Regions from separate parts of the Mus musculus genome. Here regions 1, 3 and 4 are each linked to region 2. A link is a contact called in public Hi-C, HiChIP or PLAC-seq and promoter capture Hi-C data. All regions are on one chromosome and are shown on one strand. Each heading gives the region's core, a stretch centred on a gene start, on an enhancer-like site or on the middle of the called end of the contact. The rest is flanking DNA. Distances are from core to core; before and after follow the strand shown.

The links. Promoter capture Hi-C pulls out the DNA fragments that hold promoters and counts their contacts. Hi-C and Micro-C count contacts between places; a contact is called where the count stands out from the background. HiChIP or PLAC-seq counts read pairs in DNA pulled down with a chosen protein or histone mark.
Region 1: a promoter capture Hi-C map of hematopoietic stem and progenitor cells shows a contact between it and region 2, with 4 times the contacts expected there. The contact joins the promoter of Rgs10 here to the promoter of Inpp5f in region 2. A contact is called at or near these places in 17 of 39 promoter capture datasets (the 3T3-L1 cell line, the C10 cell line, the HPC-7 cell line and 13 more), 2 of 484 Hi-C or Micro-C datasets (embryonic fibroblasts and embryonic stem cells), 5 of 115 datasets of contacts at active chromatin or transcription factors (the 230-238 cell line, bone marrow-derived macrophages, embryonic limb bud and 2 more) and 2 of 9 other capture datasets (adipose tissue and liver).
Region 3: a Hi-C map of rod photoreceptor shows a contact between it and region 2, with 3 times the contacts expected there. The contact joins the promoter of Mcmbp here to the promoter of Inpp5f in region 2. A contact is called at or near these places in 4 of 484 Hi-C or Micro-C datasets (embryonic stem cells, nephron progenitors, rod photoreceptor and 1 more), 5 of 115 datasets of contacts at active chromatin or transcription factors (effector CD8 T cells, embryonic stem cells, memory CD8 T cells and 2 more) and 2 of 9 other capture datasets (adipose tissue and liver).
Region 4: a contact with region 2 is called in an H3K27ac HiChIP or PLAC-seq map of thymic regulatory T cells, with 5 times the contacts expected there. The contact joins the enhancer-like site here to the promoter of Inpp5f in region 2. A contact is called at or near these places in 3 of 39 promoter capture datasets (fetal liver, maxillary cranial neural crest and pre-B cells), 6 of 484 Hi-C or Micro-C datasets (CD4 T cells, CD8 T cells, bone marrow-derived macrophages and 1 more), 15 of 115 datasets of contacts at active chromatin or transcription factors (the 230-238 cell line, CD8 T cells, T-cell acute lymphoblastic leukemia and 9 more) and 3 of 9 other capture datasets (adipose tissue, embryonic stem cells and liver).

The regions. Positions count from the first base shown.
Region 1 is chr7:128,416,833-128,419,532 of GRCm38.p6, forward strand. Rgs10 (regulator of G-protein signalling 10) reads right to left here and starts at 1,340. Exons shown (of 5, transcript NM_026418.2): 1 at 1,234-1,340. The coding sequence starts at 1,282.
Region 2 is chr7:128,609,992-128,612,691 of GRCm38.p6, forward strand. It overlaps Inpp5f (inositol polyphosphate-5-phosphatase F), which reads left to right and starts at 1,374. Exons shown (of 20, transcript NM_178641.5): 1 at 1,374-1,700. The coding sequence starts at 1,604.
Region 3 is chr7:128,739,175-128,741,874 of GRCm38.p6, forward strand. It overlaps Mcmbp (minichromosome maintenance complex binding protein), which reads right to left and starts at 1,255. Exons shown (of 16, transcript NM_145955.3): 1 at 959-1,255. The coding sequence starts at 1,016.
Region 4 is chr7:128,375,313-128,378,012 of GRCm38.p6, forward strand. All of the region lies in intron 4 of Rgs10 (regulator of G-protein signalling 10), which reads right to left. Among named protein-coding and RNA genes, the nearest start is that of Gm39092, 9.7 kb to the left of the region's middle. Within about 2 kb of position 1,294, at least 26 of the 459 cell types and tissues checked have an H3K27ac peak or open chromatin away from gene starts, as enhancers often do. A contact at or near this core is called in the 230-238 cell line, CD8 T cells, regulatory T cells and 2 more, where this site is marked.

The DNA.
Region 1 (2,700 bases), core at 90-2,589, 190 kb before region 2:
AGCACCAGCACAGCTCTGCGGCACAGAAAGGTCCAAGGACATTCATTATTCAGTGTGGCGGAGTGGCAGAGTCAAGGTTGGAGTTTAACTCCGGTGCCTAGAATCTGACCACCACTCAGTGTCAGCCATCAGCATCACAAGGGAATGTGACCACTCGGGAACACTAATGGAGCATTTCAACGCATATTAAGACAACAGTGCAAACTCTTTACAATAACTCTATGGAATCTGACTTTAGTGGGGTTGTCTTAAATAATTAATGAAATGATTTGCATGTGGCTGATGGGGGGGGGGGAGTCTCCAATTAAGCACTTAAAGCTACCCTTTGCACATCCCCAGTCACAAAGAAGTTGCACAGCTGTCGAGTGGTGGCCAAGGGATTGGGTCTATGTCTGATTGCAGCCGCTTAACCACGTTTGATATTTACGTGAAAAGAGGAAACCGGCTAAAGCGTAGTGAATCTCTGGGCGACAGAAAAGCAAGCCTTTGAACCCCGAACCCAGAGTCAAGCAAATAAACCTACGTTTAAAAAAATCCATCAGCTAAGAGTAGAGCAGGTTACCCAACACCCTGGCTTTAGAGCCCCACCCCTCCGACGCGGCTGCTCTAATGGTGAAGACAAGAGAAAGCACACAAGGTGTCAACACAGCTCCTGGCCACAACCTAAGCCATCAAAGAGTGTTAGGTGTTATTAAGAACAAAAAGGATGGCACGATTCAAATCACCATTTCTGCACCGTGGGTTCTTTGTCTTGCCAAGTTGCCCCAAACTGTGGGTCAGGCAGGTTCAGGGGGAAAAACAAAGTGACTCCCCCGCCGTGTCACACAAGTTCCTCCCCCGCCCTGGTGTGCAGCCACCTTGGGACTCCACTTTTTTTGGCGCCGCGGGGCCGGCCACTCCGGGGATGCAGAGGTCCGGCGGAGCATCCTTCCCATTCCGCCCGAGAAAGAGGCTGCACGCAGGAGGGAAGCCTGGCTTCCCACGCTGCCTCGGAGTGAGGGGCTGTTAATGTGTCTCCCGTGGTTCCCAGACCTTCTCTAGAAAGAAAGCTGCTCTGACTCCCGCTTCAAGCCCAACTTCCTCCCCGGGCGGCTCCCCGGCTCTGCGCTCCCGCCGCGGCTGGGACAGAGCGAGCGGGGAGGAGCGCGGCTGCTGTCCGGGCGGCACAGCGAGCCGCGCCAGGGGACCCGGCGACCCCGTCCTTCCCGCGCCCAAGCGCCCGCAACCGCTTACCAGACGGCGGCCGCTTCCTGCTCAGTCGGCTCACGGCGCGGGTGAACATCGCCGCGGGCGTCCAGAGGACGGAGCAGCCGGGCAGCGCGGCGGCTAAGCCCGAAGAGGGCAAGGAGGAGGAGGAGCCCGCGCGACGCCGCCCCTCCAGGCTCCGCCCGCCGCCTCCTCCCCGCCGCGCTCCCCTCTCCCTGCCCACCCGCGCCCGTGGGCACTGGGTCCAGCCCTCAGTTACCCGCGCAGGGCAGGGCGCGGTGGCCCCGGGTGACCCTCAGCTCCCGCGCACATCCCGGTCCCTCCCCTCGCGGCCTGGAGACATACAGCGTTCGGTGTCCCTGCCAGGCCCGAGTCACCTCCCAGATCGCCCCCGGGTCTACCCGATTCCGTGGGCGCGCGGCCTGCTCACGCCGCGAATGCCCGGGAGGCGTCACCAGAGTCCCGAGCCAAGCCGCCGCGAGTGGGCGCCCACTCTGGCCCACGCCACGCCTGTGCCGGGGCTTCCAAGCCCCGGGACAAACCTCGGAGAACGCTGTCTGGAGCCTCTGCGGTTTCAGAGTGGATCTGAGCGCGCCAGCACATTTTTTAACTTGGACGACACTTGGGTGCAGTCTCAGGAGAACCTTTGCGCTCAACTACCGGAATCCTGTAGATCCCAGCGCCGGGCTCAACGCTCCTCCTGGTGCCAGTCACCTGCTCAGCGCCGCGCTCCACGCTCATCTAGTTTCCCATTTCTTTTTACCAAACAGCCCAAGAGGGGGGTGTCGTTAGCCCCATTTTCTTGAGCATTCGGTTTGCAAGGAATTGTCTTTCTGGCGAGTTTTATTTTTCTCCTTGTGGGTCTGGCTTTGTCTCGAAATTGGTCTTTATTTTTAGCTGTGCTAATTGCTATTTTTCTAAACCATTCCCCAGTCGCCCCCCCAACCCCCCGCGCGCGTTCTTTCGCAGGATTTTCACTAGTTGGCACTTTCCTTTATATCTTCTATTCTGAGCTTCCCATTTTGCTCTATTTTCCTCCCTTTTTGTCCACCCTGCAGTCCCAACGCCACCTCAGCCCTGGCCCTCTGTGGTTATTCACCATCTCTCTGCCTACCCTTCCCCACTCCATCATTTCCAAACACGGCCATTTGTGCTATCCAAAGAGGATGTTCCGTCCCCTGAAGGCTGCAGAGGTCTTCAGCTGCGGCTTGCAGGTGAGCACCATCAGTGTGGCTTCCAAGCCGGGGTTTCTGAATGTCTCCAGCTGCTATTGCCGCCCGCCCCCCCCCCAAGCTTCCTGGCCATTGAAATAGCTCTTGGGTCATAGGCTCTGTAAAAGCTGAGCCTAAACCGACACAGACACAGACATAATGGTGCTCTCCTTTAATCCCAGCAACCCCAGCACTCCGGAGGCAGAAGCAGGAAGATTCTTTGAGTTAGAGGACACCCTGATATACATAGCAATGTCTAAGGCAGCTACATAGAGAGTCAGAA
Region 2 (2,700 bases), core at 124-2,623:
TTTGTTTACCACTTAGAACACAGCTGTCAGCGCCATCTTGTAACGGCGAATGTGGGCGCGGCTCCCAACACAGCAGCACCACCACCAGCAGCACCACCACCAGCAGCAGCAGCACCACCATTTACTTTATATTTATGAACCTGTGCACTACACCCATACAGGAACAGAGGTCAGAAGAGGTGTCTCATCACAGTTGGTTGTGAGCTGCCCTGGAGGTGCTGGGAACTGAACCGGAGGTCCTCTGCAAAAGTAGCAAAGTACTCTTGAGCCACCCAGCTCCGGTGGTTAGGCCTCTTTTTTTTTTTTTTTTTTTTAAAGATTGCTTTAAAGGAAGACAGGAACATACAGAATTGGGAGTCTAAGAGTGTAGTAAAGGTCACGAATTCAATCAGTAGAGACTAAAATTGTCCCAAGATCACACAGAACAAGACAGACCCAAAGTCTGGAGACTGGGAGATAGGTCTAGAACTGGAAGCTTTTTCTCCTAAATCTTTCTGGTTCAGATTGACACCTGGCCATTTTACCATCTCTGAGTGACGTCCCTTTTACTGACTTCCTGTAGGCCGGCTTCTCAGACTTTGCTGTACCTTCTCCTCACTAGCCCAGCTAACTCTAAGTGTGTATTCTGTGGAGACACATCTCCACTAATGTGCATTTACTAAATGATTATTGGTGTCCAGGTTCTAATAGGAAATGCCAAAACAGAGCGGCCTCTGCTCAGCCGAGTGCTAACTTGGGGTAGAACCCTGGAGACAACCATGGCTGTACTTCTGGGCTTGGTTTGGTCTTTGCTCAGACTAGGGGTAAATGTACTCCGAGGAGGAAGGAATGTCAGGTGGATTCGGGGACTTGACCAGACTTTTCTAGGAGCTAATGGAAGGAATGAAGGACTGGCTTGCACATCAGGGAAAGATCAAGAAATGGCTGCATAAAGGGCGTCGAGCCAGTATAACCAGACTTAGGCTCAGGGCCTGCCTGAGGTCGCAGCTGGTAAGGCCGGCGAGTGGGAGAGGCAGAGGAGTAGAGGCTATAGACAGAGAGGGAGGAACTGAAAGAGGTGCGGCGAGAGCTGAAAGGAGAAAGAGGATTGAGACACAGGCTGGGAGAGGGCTGAGCCAGAAACTCGTGGGCGGGACCAGGGCGGGGCCTAGGAGGGCTTTCGGAGAACTACAGAGGGAGGCGGAGTCGGAAGGTCGGAGGAGGAGCCTGAGCAAGGGCGGAGCCTAAGGGAGAGGGGAGGAACTATAGGAGGGAAAGTTGCACGCTGAGGGGAGGAACCTGGGAGGAGGCGGAGTCTAGAGGGAGCCAGGATGAACTGTAGGAGGTGGAGTCTCAGGATAGGGGGCGGAGCCTAGGTACAGGAGTTGTGGGGGGAGGGGGAAAAGGCCTCCCGGGCCTCGGCCGCCCAAGCGTGTTCTTGGCCCGCGGGTCAGGCCCCCGAGTGCTTCCCCACTCTGTTCTTCCGTGGGCTGGGTCCTCGGAGTCTCCTTGAGGCACGGACTCTGGTGGTCTCGGTGGAGGAGGACTCCAGCATCGCTCCAGGGCGGGCCGCTGCCGTGCCTGGGCCGGGGGACCGCCGCCTCCCGGAGCGCGTGGGGCCGGCATGGAGCTCTTTCAGGCTAAGGACCACTACATCCTGCAGCAGGGCGAGCGTGCCCTGTGGTGCAGCCGGCGCGACGGCGGCCTGCAGCTCCGACCGGGTGAGGCGCGCGGCGCGGGCTGGGTGGGGCGCGCGGGCCAGCTGGAGCGCGGGGGGCGCGGCCCGGCCCCTCCGGCCCCGGGATCGCGAGGCTGGGCGGGACGCTTGGGGATGTCAGCGCTAGTCCTGAGGGGAGCGGCCGCCGCTTCGGGGAGTCCTCCTGCCTCAGGGAGGCGGGGAAGGCCGGTCACCCCCTTTAGTGCACCTCTTCCAGTATCTGGGGCCTGGGGTGCGGGGATAGGGTCCCTTATGAACCCCTCGTAGGCCTCCACCTGCAGCGTCTTCTCACGGTCCAGCGTGGGAAGTTCTGGGTTCCAGTCCCATCAGTTCAGTGGAACCTAATGCGGGACACTCCTTCTTGACATCCTTGAGTTGTTCCCGGTCACTTATTAAAGAGTGACTTCAGGACGGTTACCTCACAGGACTTGATCGAAAACTAGTGTATGAATTGCCATTTTCAAGAAGAAGTCGTGTTGGATGTCTGTCACACACAGTTAGGAGAGGTCAAAGTCTCCAGCCATCAGTTTGCTTTAGAAAACTTTGTTTGCAGTTAGTTGGCTTAAATAGTAGCTCCTGTTCTCAGACAGCTGCGGTCAGTTATCGCTCGGAGGAGTTTGGGCAGCTTCTACTTAGTTCTCCAGTGCTTTTTTCCTTCATTGGTCAACACTTTTTTACTTTAGGAAAAGTGAGACTGGAACTCTTGAACGAGCCACGGCATTGGACGTTTTCCTGCGTTCTTTGAGTACATCCAGTAGAATAACTTCAAGGGAGCTTTTTAGGTCATCCTGTTACCTCTTATGGGATGGCTTCTGAGGACAGGTCCTTTCGTGTCTTAGTGCCAATCCCCACAGCAGCCTGAAAGAGTAGGGTCAGGATCTTCTTTCTCAGGTGAGGAGAGAAGTGTGAGATCCCAGAAAGTGGAGCGGTTTGGTGACACTTTTCATCAGTGTCCATTGTGTCCTTACGGAGACCTGCAAAGTTACTCTGCTAGAGCGGTGAAG
Region 3 (2,700 bases), core at 5-2,504, 130 kb after region 2:
CCAAGCCCGTGGTTTACTCTTTCGCGGGCTTGCACACCCCTGCCCCTGTTGAAGACACTGTGTGTTCACTGGCTATATAATCGTCATGTCTACCCAGCCCTTCTATCTGCCGGCTTTAGTTTCACCCTGGGAAACTACCTGATTAGTTAGAATTCTAGGTAAAATGAATCCGATCCGGTGGGAGCGTTACTACAGAAAACACATTCCACGGAGACCGGTGGCACAGGCCAGTCATTAAACGCACCGAAATCTGGGATGCGCGTGGGAATCGGAGGTCTGGTTAACCAAAAAAAGCAACGATGACAATTACACCTAGAATTTACTCAGCTTGCCTACAGCACTCTCGGCTCCCGTTCTGTGGCAACTCATCTAAGTAGTTGAGTATTTCTAGCTAGCCCTGGTACGGGAACAGGTAACAGAGCAGACGGGTTCTAATGTCAACAGGGCAGGAAGAATAATTTAAAAAAAAAAAAAAAAAAAAAAGAAGAAGCATTCTCCCGGATGTCAAGGGAAACAGAGAGAACTTCTGAGCGAAGGCTCGAGCACTCCCTTACACACCCCGGAAGTTTTGAAATATCCCGCAGGCTCCCACAGGCAGTGGCTTCTCTCCGCGGCCGCTCTAAGGGCCCTCCGTGGGCAAGGGGACCTCTCCGTGTCTGCAGCACCCGGGCTACGTAGGCCACCGGCCCGGAGCCAGGCCGTCAATCACAGCTAGCGCTCGGAGCCGCGGCCCCGCCGCCAGCGAGCCGCGGCCGGGCAGCGGGCAGGTGACGGGAGGCGGCGGCGGCGCCAGCGCCGGCGGCCGGAGACGGCTGCTTCTGCTCGGCTTCCAGGCCCGGGGCCACGCGAGCCCTCGGCAGTGATTCCCCCGGCCCGTCGTCCGGAGTGCGGCCGCGCGGCGGGCCTGGTCCCGCAAACTCCGCTCCCCTCCCGGCCCTGCTCGCCACGCGCCACTCACCGAAGAAGCCTTGCACGATCCCGAGCGGGTGGCTCAGCCAATCTTCTCCACAGGGCATGGCGCTGAGGGCCGGGGCCAGCGCGGCCCGTGCGGCGGGCGCTCCTCTGCGGGCCGAGCGCGCTCGGAGCCCGGCTTCTCGGGGGCTCGGCCGCTCCTCGTCCGCGCCCTCCCACGCGCGGGGGCGTCGCGAGCCACGGGCCTCCGCGCGTCTCAAGGAGAGGTGGCTGCGGTGACGGGCACGAGCGCCTCGGAGCTGCTGGCCAGCGGCCGGAGGGGTGGGGGGGAGACCGTCCTAGCCTCCACTTCTCACAATGGCGGGAAATCGCGGCCACCGACCGCGCTGCCAGCGACCTGGGTGGAGCTCGAGGAGGAGGGGCGGCGGGAGCGTGCTGCGCACTCCCGGAGGGGAGGGAGTGGGCGGGGCGGACGGCCATTTTGGAGACGGAGACAGGTCGGGCAATCCCGGGGCCGCCATCTTGGAGATGGGCAGAGGAGCGCGTCTGTGCTTGGTATAGTGGTCCCTGTGTGCGCGCCTGGTGGCAAACTCCATCAGGGTGCTTCATTGGCTCAAAGTTTGAGTCCTTGCACCTGGACCAAAAAGACGCACGTTCTGCCAACTTCAAGAGTCATCTCTAAGCAAAATTAAAGGTTGAAATTCTATTTGGTGTCTGATCATCTGATCCCCTTGTGCCTCTTGTTTCTGGTGGTAGAACTCTTCTAAGGTGCCCTGCCCAAAGTCCTGTATAAGATTTGCCCCCAGCTCAGTGAGTTCTTCCTGAACGATTTAATCAAGGAGGTTGTGTAGCCTTTGTGGGCATCTCAATATGGCCAAGGAACTGGCAAGTGCTCAGAACTCTCTCCTAGCCCAGCCTTTAGCTTCTAACCTCAAAACACCCAAATGATCTCTGCTTCCAACCTGGCAACTAGGGAGCTATGACAAGATTCCTATACAGCATACAGATCAGAACACTCTTACAGGGCAGACCCTGAAGGGCCTAGAGAATTTAGGAACTGTCAAGTTTTCATAGAGAAGACATTTTCCCTAGAAATGGGATATACCTCAGAAAACCCTGATTTCATCATCTATACCTACTCGGCTGTAAAAAGGTAGTGGTGATCTGAATGTAATCTAGAAAGTATATAGCTGAAGAATAAGAACTTCTTGGTGGCAGAACACTTGCCTGTCATGCAAGCCCTAGCAAGGGATCAAACAGAGAGAGATGGCGACAGATGAACAGAGACAGCTATGACCAAACCCAGAAACCTCTGTAGTTCAGAAGGAAAAGGGAACCAAACCTGCCCTTCTGCCTTTGTTGGTCCCCTGGAGGGAACGTATCCTTAAATCATAGCACTTGGGATATAGTCAAGGAAGGTCAGGAGTTCATAGCCAGCCTTGGCTACACACTGAATTTGAGGCCAGCCTGAGCTACCTATATATGACCCCGTCTCAAAAACAAATAGATAAAAATTAAGAGCTCCACAGTGGTGGCCCATGCCTTTAATCCTATCACTCAGGAGGCAGAAGCAGGAAGATCTCTGAGTTTGATGCCAGTCTGGTCTACACAGCGTGTTCTAGGACAGCCAGGGATACACAGGTTTTCAAGAAACCCTGTCTTGAAAGAAAAATTAAGTTTGTGATCACCCACAAAGAACAATAACTTTGTAGAGAAATGACAGAAGAAAGTAGTTCTTAGTTCCCAAAGGCAACAAGCTGCAGGAAGTCAAAATAGGAGAGATTCATG
Region 4 (2,700 bases), core at 44-2,543, 230 kb before region 2:
TGATGTATAGAATCGTCTTTTCAAGACATAGTCAAGTCTCTCTCTATGTCACCATCTCTGTCTCTGTCTGTCTTTCCTTCATATTAAAGGGCCACAAGGCACACCAGGGTGCCTTCCAGTGCAGCACAGCTCATGGCTTGCTGAGTGAAAAACTCCAAGATGCCACTCACTGTCAGGCAGGGTTGTCACGTAGGTGGTAAAATCTTGACATCTTTTAAACATGCTTTCTCCCAACACACACATGAGCTGGGGCCTTGGGATGTCTGCTCAGGAGATGGGAGGTTCCTCCAGAAAGAATAGAAGCTACTTTCCTTCGCCTCCATGCTCCCAAGAGGGCCCAGGAAACATCTGGCGCATCGGGCTGCGCATAGACTGTTCAATCGGAGCCATTCCCCTGTGCCCACCAGGCCCCTAGAGACAGTCCTGTCTCACCCAAGCTCTGGGGAAGTTACCTATTTTGTATTAATTTTGTAATCTTTAAGAGGTAAGCATAACTTACTAAGGCTTGGACACATCACTTTTTAACAAAACATAACACCTCCGAAATTAATATATATATATATATATATATATATATATATATATATATATATATATCAGCAGGGTGAGGAGGGTAAGGATAAGAGACACCATTCTCCTCGCTAGGCTTCTCACAAATGTCCTAAGCAGGTATCACCGCCCTTCACCATCAGGCATCCTTCAGTCTTTCAAGTGCATGGACCCCCAAGGGGCTCTTACCTGTGCCTACCTGGCTCAGAATCCAGAACAAATGCTCCAGGTGTGACTAGCAGAGCCAACTCTATGAAGGCCTTTCCTGGCAAGTAGTCCTGTCCTGTCCCCCCCTACCACCACCACTTCCTCCAGGTCCCTATGCAGCCTATATACCTCCCTGCCCCCCCTTGCGTACTTCCTCAGGTCCGTGGCAAACCCAACCAGCACCAGGAGCAGGGGTAGGGCCTCTCGTCTGAAGTGTCTGTGAGTGGGAGAGGAGTATCCTGTTTGCCTTCTGTGACGCTGAGGCTCACACCTCAGAGAGAAGAGAAGGGCTGTATTGGGGCACCCAGGGCATGCGGAGGTGGGAGACTGAATCTGGACTGCTGCTTCATTGGGAGATGGGAGCCTTCATCCAGAGGCTCTTCTTGCCTCTTGCCAACTCAGCTCTTGGATGTAAACTAGTTGACTTTTCTTTTAAAAGGTATTTATGGGCTGGAGAGACGGCTCAGCAATTAAGAGCACTTGTCGCTCTTGCAGAGGGCCCAGTTTCAATTCCCAGCACCCACGTGGTAACTCACAATGAAGTGTTTGTCTCATTATCGTGGGTTTGGGTGGAGGAGACCTGAGTATGGGTGCACATGTACCTACGTCAGAGGGGAGCTAGTTCGCTTCTTCCACCACAGGATCCAAGGATCCAACTTAAGTTTGTGTTGCAACCTACTGAGTCATTTTGCTGTCCCCACCACACAGTTTATCAAGGGCACAGGGCCATTCCCTGTGCTGTACAGGTATAAAATATCCAGCCTGCCCCAAAGTCCTTAGGCTGTGGTGTCCAGATGTCTGGCTCTCATCACCTCTAGGTGCCAGAGGGACTGGGAAGCAGCTGTGGGCAGCAGGCCCAGGAAGACTTCATCTTCCTGGATGTCCACAGCCCTGTGGCTCTGCATGGGATCCAGAGAGCAGCTTCTCACCGCTGCTGGCAAAGGTATGAGCGTAAGAGTGTACGGCCCTGGGAATGTCCATCATAGAGCTAGCCCTTCGTAGGTGATGTACAACAAGGTGTCAGAGAGCATGCAGAAACTATGAATCCTTCCAAAGCTACTGACCACCACTGGGCAAAAGCCACGGAGGAACCTGGCATGTGTTTCCCATGTGTTCTGCAGACATTCACGCGAAGACCAACATCGCTGAGAGGTCTGTGACCACACACTCCAGTCATCCGATAGAGCATTCTCCCATGACACTATCACAAGGCCCTGGGGACTGTGGTTTCACTGAGGAGGAAAACAGGGTCCTGTGGCTAGTGCTTGCTGAATGGCAAGGGCTGCCCCGCTCTGTCTGGCAAAACAGAACCACAGACAACTTTCCCTCATAGTTTCAGAGGCCAGATTCTGAGGTCAAGCTACCAGCGGACTGACTTCTTCCAGGGTGTCTCTCGGTGTCACAAGGTCATCCCTGTGAATGTCTTACGAGAACATACATCAAGGGCCCGCAAGATGGCCCAGCAGGTGAAGTTCGGATGAGGGTAGTTGTTGTAAGAGCCCGGTAACTAGAACTTGATTTCCAGAATTCACATAAAACATGGACGGAGAGAGACAACTCCTCAGAGGTGTCCTCTGACCACCACATGCATATTGTCTCTTTCATACACGTACACAACACACATGCACCCACACATATGCACACATACACACAGAACACACATACACTACTGAAAAAAAAAAAAAAAAACACTTGTCACTTTGGATCAGGGCCCACTCATATGAGCTTGTTTAACGTAATTATCCTTTCTTAGTCCCTGTCTCCAGACACAGCCACATTCCAGGTACAGTAAGTGAGGATCTCCACGTATGAAGTGGGGCAGGAGAAGGACATAAGGGACAGACAGGAGGCCAAGCCCGGCAGGCTGCTTCTCCATCCTATACACCTAACCAGCTGTATGACTCTTGTGTGGCAGAACACTATGCAGTCATTAAAAATCAGGTC